Regions from separate parts of the Capra hircus genome. Here region 2 is linked to region 1. A link is a contact called in public Hi-C data. All regions are on one chromosome and are shown on one strand. The core of a region is the stretch at or near the end of the contact, and the rest is flanking DNA. Distances in the headings are between cores, read along the strand shown. Region 1 overlaps P2RY2 (P2Y purinoceptor 2). Region 2 has its middle 37 kb from the start of P2RY2.

What was found. A called contact is a pair of places that touch in the nucleus more often than the background predicts.
Region 2: a contact with region 1 is called in a Hi-C map of blood, with 5 times the contacts expected there. The contact joins two enhancer-like sites. A contact is called at or near these places in 2 of 5 Hi-C or Micro-C datasets (both in blood).

Annotation. Positions count from the first base shown.
Region 1 is chr15:30,280,701-30,284,434 of ARS1.2, forward strand. P2RY2 (P2Y purinoceptor 2) reads right to left here. Exons shown (of 3, transcript XM_018059380.1): 3 at 1,258-3,734. Among named protein-coding and RNA genes, the nearest start is that of P2RY2, 20 kb to the right of the region's middle. Within about 2 kb of position 2,066, at least 2 of the 5 cell types and tissues checked have an H3K27ac peak or open chromatin away from gene starts, as enhancers often do.
Region 2 is chr15:30,337,249-30,340,982 of ARS1.2, forward strand. No RefSeq gene overlaps it. Among named protein-coding and RNA genes, the nearest start is that of P2RY2, 37 kb to the left of the region's middle. Within about 2 kb of position 2,078, at least 4 of the 5 cell types and tissues checked have an H3K27ac peak or open chromatin away from gene starts, as enhancers often do.

The DNA of each region.
Region 1 (3,734 bases), core at 816-3,315:
AGCTGAAATGTCACCTGAAATGAACAGCTGAAACTCACCCACAACGGCAGCAACCTTTTGTCATTGCTGATCAGCCCGCACCATCAGGAACACACCTGGAGCCAGCAAGGCTTGACTTATTACTTTCTGCAGCAAAGACTTCCCATCAGGGGATTCTGTGGGGTGTCTCCAAGGGGAAGAGTTAAGGAAGAGATGTTTTTAAGGTTGTGGGGGCTGAAGTGAGTCAAAGAATGGTCTTTGGCAGAGACTGGTCAGAATTTTCAAAACAGGAAGTTGCTGGAACAGTCAGAGATCCTATGTTAAGAATACAGGAGAATTACTATTAAATCAGTTTGTCTGTGGTTTTCTCTTGGAACATGTGGGTCTAAATTAGAAGTCCCCAACCTCCAGGATCTACTGATGATCTGAGGTGGAGCCAAAGTAATAATAATAGAAATACAGAGCACAATAAATTTAGTGCACTTGAATCATCCCAAAACCATCCTCCACTCCTGGTCCATGGAAAACTGTCTTCCATGAAACCAGTCCCTGGTGGCATAAAGGTTGGGGACAGCTGCTCTAAATAAATACATGGGTGTTTACAAGTGTGAGTTTAATCTGAGATGGACATCACAGCTTGGTCAGAAACGGTTACCTGTTTTGTAAGTCAGGATGCTTTTTAAACTGTGTTCCCAGTTTCAGTTCTCAGTCCTATCTCTATCTTACATACCCCAGCAACTTTGTTGCCCCAAGACGGTCATTTTCTTCTCTTCACTCCACTGATGAGGGTCTGGACCTCAAGCTGCCTTTCTGCTGCTGCTGCCACCTCTGGCCACCAGGAGGCGGCAGGGCAGCAGCCATGGACTCAAGACCCAGAGGGGACTAAGCACAGCCAGGCAAGGGAGCTGAGCCAGTGCTCAGATTGAAGGGATAGGTCTGAGGCTCTGCACAGCTCCATTTGCTTTCCTTTCCTTCCAGGGATACCAGGAACGTGGAGAAAAAGGCGGAAGGAAATGGAGAGTGAGGGAAGAGGGAAACTGAAGGAAAGGGGATCTGCAGAGCTGGCAGCTGGGTCCTCTGCCGCTCCCATCTTTTCCTGCCATCCCTGGTCCTAGTCTGACCTCCTGGCAGCCCCTCCTGGTCCTTCTCTTTCTCCCGCAGGTTGGTCATCCACCTGTGGCCTTTCTACTCCAGGGATCTACGTGGTACCTGCCGGGACTGCTCCTCCCCCTCAGCCTTCTCCCTCAACACAGATGTAAACACACATACACTAGCACAGGCTGTCTGATGACTTTTAATTTCCTCCCCCACATTGTGCAATTGATTTGGTCACAAAGGCTGGTCTAACAGCTTAATCCCACAATGAAGTGGGACTTTTCATGTGGCTGCTGATTTGGAATTTGGCTCCAGGACATAAATCTGAGGATACAGAGGGGTAGAATATCCACCTACTAAAGAAACCTAGAAACAACTGGGGTTAGATAGCTTTTCAGGTTACTACCCCAGCTCCCTACCACTTCCTTTCTTGACTCTACAAGCTCAACACCTGACATCTCTGCAGTTGTGAATTCACAACAGAGTGGGAGTGGGGAGGGGGCTGGACAAGGGCCTTCCCACCCCCAGGCCAGGCGAAAGATGCTCTAGGAAAATCACTGAGGGAGTCTGGGGTGTATCATTTCAGACTCTCAGCAGGAAAGATGGGGCACAAATTGGTCACTCTGGGATAGTTGAATGAAGAGACTCTTACAAAAGTGTGGTCTGCTGTCCGAGTCAACGCATGAGGAAGGGCACCGAGGGCCGGTGCTCTGAGACAACCTGGAGGGATGGGGTGGGAAGGGAGGTGGAAGGGAGTTCAGGGTGGGGGACACATGTATACCTATGGTCGATTCATGTTGATTTATGGCAAAAGCCATCACAATATTGTAAAGTAATTATCCTCCAATTTAAGTAAGTAAATATTTCTTAAAAGGAGTCTGGCAAAAGAATGTGTGGTCTGGTGTTTGTGGGGAGTCTGTGCAGAGCGGCACTGATGTCCGGTTGCCAGGGCCAGGGAAGCAAGGGCAGCAGGAGAGGGCGGGGGCAGTCCTGGAGATGACCCACTGGCCCCTTTCCGCCTCACCTTGCCCCACACCCAGAGGAGAGGGGCACCCCAAGGATGGGGAGCAGGGTCCTGCCAGCACTGGGGGAGAGGAGGAGGGAGCAGCAAATTCAGAAGGCAACTAGAACTTTAAACTGGACTGAACTTTAGTTGTTACCCAAGAGTGACTCAAAGTTTTGGAGTTTGCCAAATATGCAGTTCATGGATGGAAAGGGAAATTAGACATTACTGAGCAGAGAGCATCGATGAGAGGAAAGTGAAAGTTGCGTGTTTGTGCCTTACAGCACGCTCACTGTTCAGTAAACTTGGAAAGGTGGTATGATCAGTTCCATTTTACAGATGAAGAAACTGAGTTTGCAATCACAGAGCTGATGGTGGCTGAACTGGGCCGGAACCCTGCTCTTCCTGCCTCAGCTTCCCTGTGTCCCCCGACCTCTTCCTTTCCCGGAAGGGTGAATGGGGAGCTCCCAGGTCAGAAGCCTCCCTCCCACCCACACCACCCAGGCTTCTTCCCAGGATGCCTGCCCCAGGCCTACCAAGGTGAGTGATCCTCCCAGCGGGTACAGACCAGCACTGAGGAAGGCAGCTGAGGCAGTGGAAGGAGCCAGAGAGCCCTGGTCTCATGTTTAGTCTCCGCACTAATCACTGCTTGGCCTCGGGCAAGGCACAGCCCTCTCTGGGTCTCCAGTCCCTCCATGCAGCCAAATAATCCCTGGGGGTCCCTGTCAAGAGGAAAAACTGATTCTAATTGGTCATGTCTCCCAAGAGACTCACATGCTGTTTCTCAGTGGTGTTTAGGAGTAACAGCCCCAGGAAGTGATGTCAAATTTGAAAGGTGAGGAGCAGGGCAGGAAGGCCCAGAAGGTAGATGCAGGGGAGATATTTTGGGGCAGACAGATGCCCTGGTCACTGCCAGACAATGGTATAGGGCAGCCATTGTGCTGGGAATGAAAAATCCTTTTCTGACTTCAAGGGCTGAAAATAGTCATGGGTGAGCCCCTGGGAGTTGGCGTGGTCTGGTCCATTGTTCCTGGCTGAGATGGGGTTGGGACTGGACACCTGGTTGACTTGAAGCCAAGACAAGGGCAAGCCTTCTTGAAGAGGCTGGGGCCACTGAGGGGTGGATGGGCAGAGCCAAGGTCATTGCATATGGGGAAATTGGAAACTGAGATCCAGAGAGGAAAAGGAGATTCACCATGTCACATGGCACAGCAGAGCAGAGGAGGATGAGTTTGGTTTCTGGGGCTCATTTCCCTCACCCTCACACCCTCCACCTCAAGTACATACCCATGGGGAAGGCAAATGCATCCCTCACCTGTCACCCCAGTCACTCCTGGCCAAGCTCCAGCCTCACCCCACAGAGGGCAGAAGCGTCTGACGTTCAGCTGGCTCTACTCCAAGGCACCGTGTGGTACCAGTGGAGTCACTTCATCTTTCTGCTCACTTGATGCCAGGGGAGACCCACTGCCCCACTCTAGTTCTCAGAACTGAGGGCTCATGGGTCCTAGCAATGCCTGGGGGGACAACTGTTAGCTCTGTCTTTGATGAAAAATCTAGGCTGCTGATGCCCTAAGTTAGGGAGAACTGGTGTGTGGGAGGCAAGGTCTCCAGCCTCTACAGAGTGACCCAGAGAGGGCAGGCATATGGACTCAGGTCA
Region 2 (3,734 bases), core at 828-3,327, 57 kb after region 1:
CTCCCAGCCTTGCTTCAAGATGATCCCTCCACCTGGAACGCTCCTTCCTTCCTAACTGGTAGATTCCTTCATCTTCAATCATCGGGAGAGTCCACTGCGGGAATCAACTTGTTTTCCAGGGAGAGTGGGTAAACAAGGCTTTTCTCAGGGTGTATGTGTGTGTGTTTAGAGTCAGTCAACGTTTGTCTATTTATTCATGTACACATAGGCTTGTTTCTAAAAGGATCTGAGATGGGCCATTACGTATTTACTGAGTGGCAGCCATGCGCCGCGCAACTCCATGCGCCGCGCAACTCCATGCGCCGCGCAACTCCATGCGCCGCGCAACTCCATGCGCCGCGCAACTCCATGCGCCGCGCAACTCCATGCGCCGCGCAACTCCATGCGCCGCGCAACTCCATGCGCGCTGCGTGCGCATCCACACTCCCTCTGGCAGGCCGGAGACCCGAGAAATCTAGGGCAGGGGCTTGGGGCGCAAGGGTGAGGGAACTCAGAGGAACCAGAAAGGGGGAGGTGGGAAGAAGGGAACAGTGAGAAGGGCTTGACAGGAGATGGGAACAATCGGAACAGAAGGAGCAAAGGCTGCGAGTGGGGGATGGGGAGAACCACAGCTTCCTTCTGCGGCCCCTGCTTGTGTTTCCTTTCCCTTTCGCCCAGGTCGTCTTCAAGATCTGTTCCCCTTTCTTCTTGCAACATTGCCCCGTGGGGGACAGGGTGGGGATGAACGTAGTGGGGACGGAAACTGTGAGAGCCCCTCAGGGTCCAGATTACCCACAGGAGGGAGCCTGTCCCCAGTCAATGAGCGCTCCTGTGGTCACAGCACACTGAAGTTGCCAGCACACCAGCCATCCTCCTTTCATCCTCCCAATCAGTCTGTGACTGGGTATCAGCGCATCCATTTCATCAGAGAAGAACCCGAAGACCAGAATGTGGGTGACAGAGCAAGGACTCCACCCGTCTATCTTCAGAGGCTAAAATCTTCCTTCTGTCAACTATCGCAGGGGCCATCTGCTCCTGAATCCTCTGGGCACAGCACAGGGAGCTTAAGAAATATGAGTGGGGTTAGCATCAGGGAGGATGGATTCCTGAGAAGGGCCCCGTCTCTGCAGCGTCTAGGCCAATACCTGGGCTTAACCTTCATGGGCTTCCCTGATAGCTCAGTTGGTAAAGAACCCGCCTGCAATGCAGGAGACCCCGGTTCAAATCCTGGGTTAGGAAGATCTGCTGGAGAAGGGATAAGCTACTCACTCCAATATTCTTGGGCTTCCCTTGGCTCAGCTGGTAAAAAATCCTCCCGCAATGCGGGAGGCCTGGGTTTGAACCCTGGGTTGGGAAGATCCCCTGGAGATCCTCCAGGGGAGGATCCCTATTCTGGCCTGGAGAATTCCATGGACTATATAGTTCATGGGGTCGCAAAGAGTTGGACATGACTGAGCGACTTGCACTTTCGCTTTCAACCTTCATGGGCTACTTCAGTGGCTCGGCTCCTCTGCATTTCTATCCAGCATTTCTATTTCTGCATTTCTATCCCTGGTGCTCAGGGCACAGGACCTGGTCAGGCACCAGGAAGCTCAGGCTGCAGCCCCAGCACTGCCAGCCCTGGCTTCGTGACTCTGGCCGAGACCTCAGCCCTCTGCCCTTTGCCTTCTGCAGTCGAGATGCTGAGCTAGAGGGTGTTCGAGGTCCTGACTTCTCTGATCTTGGTGACTCCCAGATTTCCCTTGGTTTGGTTTGTTTGTATGCAGAGTGTGTGCCAGGCTGAGAACAGGATCAGTTCCCATCCTACCCAGCTGGTCAGCCCTAAGGGGTCCCTCCAGGCAGTGGGAATGGTTGCCTGGGTCAGGGGTTACAGATTCTAGTTTTATCTGTTGCAGCCAAAGCTGGGGCCAGCCTGGCCCACTCCCCAGCTGACCCCCACTGACCCCAAAACTGAGCGGCTGGGAATTGACCCAGGTTGAGCTGAGGCAGCTGTCAAGGCAGCCCTAAAATTAGCTTCAACAGGGATAGGGAGAGAGCCCTGGCCCAGGCTTCAGGCTCCAGCGTCCCCGAGGGACTGAGTCCACACTCCACTGAAGGCTGGAGAGGTCAGCCAGAGTTCTGGCAGTGGCCCCACCGTGATGTTGGCTGGAGAGTCACAGATGAGCATGGACACATTTCAGGAGGGGATTTGAAGGGCAGGCACCCTCTGCCAATTGCTTGGGCCCTGATGTAGCTCCCATCTCCCAGCCCATCAGAACCTGGGTGGGTCCAGGAAAGGACCTTGCTATTTATATTCTTCTAGAACAGGTTGAGTCAGCCTGCCTGTCTTCCCAAGGCCGAATTGGATGGCCTCACACCTAACATCAGCTCCCAACCACAGAGGAGGAGCCAGAAGGTCTACCAGCCTGCTGTGGGGGTAGGTTGCAGATCCCCAGCACTCTGTCTAAAGTCAGCTCCTCCCACTTAGGAACAGCAGCTGGATCCACTTTCCTTCTCTCTGCCTTGTGTTCTGAGGATCTTGCAGATTCTAATTCCAAAGGTCTGGGGTTGCACATGAGATGAAATATTCAAGATTCTAACAAGGTCCCAGGTTGGTCTGCAGACTACTCTGATCACAGATCTCACTCTCCTAGCCAGTCTGGGTGGACCTCTAGGCCAGACTTCCTTTCTTCGGTTTCACAGGTATTCCTCAACCAACCCCAGCAGAGCCTGGCTCAGGTACGTGGGCACATGACGCAGCAGGTAGCTGACTGTTATATTTTGTGCTCCTGTGTGGGTGGGTAGATGTGCATGGCAGTCCTGGTGCCCCTGAGCATCCAGCTTGTGACTTTTTACACTACAGAGTGTACAAAGATGCAGGTGTACAATAATAGCACAAATTGCTAACACTTTAAAAAATAGTCAACTTTTAGTCAGGTACTAACGAGATTACATATAATGTCTTAAGTCTCATAACAACTCTTATGAGTTATGGTCCTATTCTCAGATGAGAAAATTGAGGCTCACAGAGGTTAGGTGACTTGCTCAAGGTCACATGACTGTTAAGAGGCAGTCAGGGTTGCTGTCAGGGATGGTGAGGATGCACCTCACCCTGGTGCAGGTGAGCTTGGGAGCACATGTGCAGCCGGGTAGGCCTGGGTGAGTGCAGGAGTGAAGTAGCGCCAAGAGTCAGGGAGGCTGGAGTCAGTGCAGACCAATCAGAGTGCATGGAGAAGGTGGGGGGTGGGGAGGGGTGGCAATCAGAGCAGGTGCAGAAGGCAGGTGGGGAGGAAGGAGACCTAGGCCCAAATGAGCCCAGCCTGGGCTTGAGTCTTCACACTGCCCGGCTGAGTTTCAACTTTCTCCTCTGTGAAGTGAATATATAAGAGTTGTCTTCTGAGGCTGCCGCTTTGAGAAAGAAATGTGATAACATGTACAAAGAGGCTCTCTCAGGGCCAGCCCAACACAGAGTAGGTGCTCAGGATGTGTGAGCTAGCCTTTCCTCTCCCCCTGCCCCACCCTCTGTGGGTGAACTGCTTGGCAATCTGGGGAGTGGCTTCTGACCTGATGGTTGCTGCCAACTCATTGGATTAAAAGAGGCATCCTGGGAAGGGTCAGGGACAAGCCGGGGCAAGGCCAATACAGAGGTGCTGCGATCACAGCTGAGAGAGCCTCCCGGGAAGGAGACAGACATCCCTACAGAGCTTAGAGCCTGGCTTGCATTGGCTGAGACAGAACTGCAAAGCTGGAGACCCCTTCAACTCAGGATAAGCCCT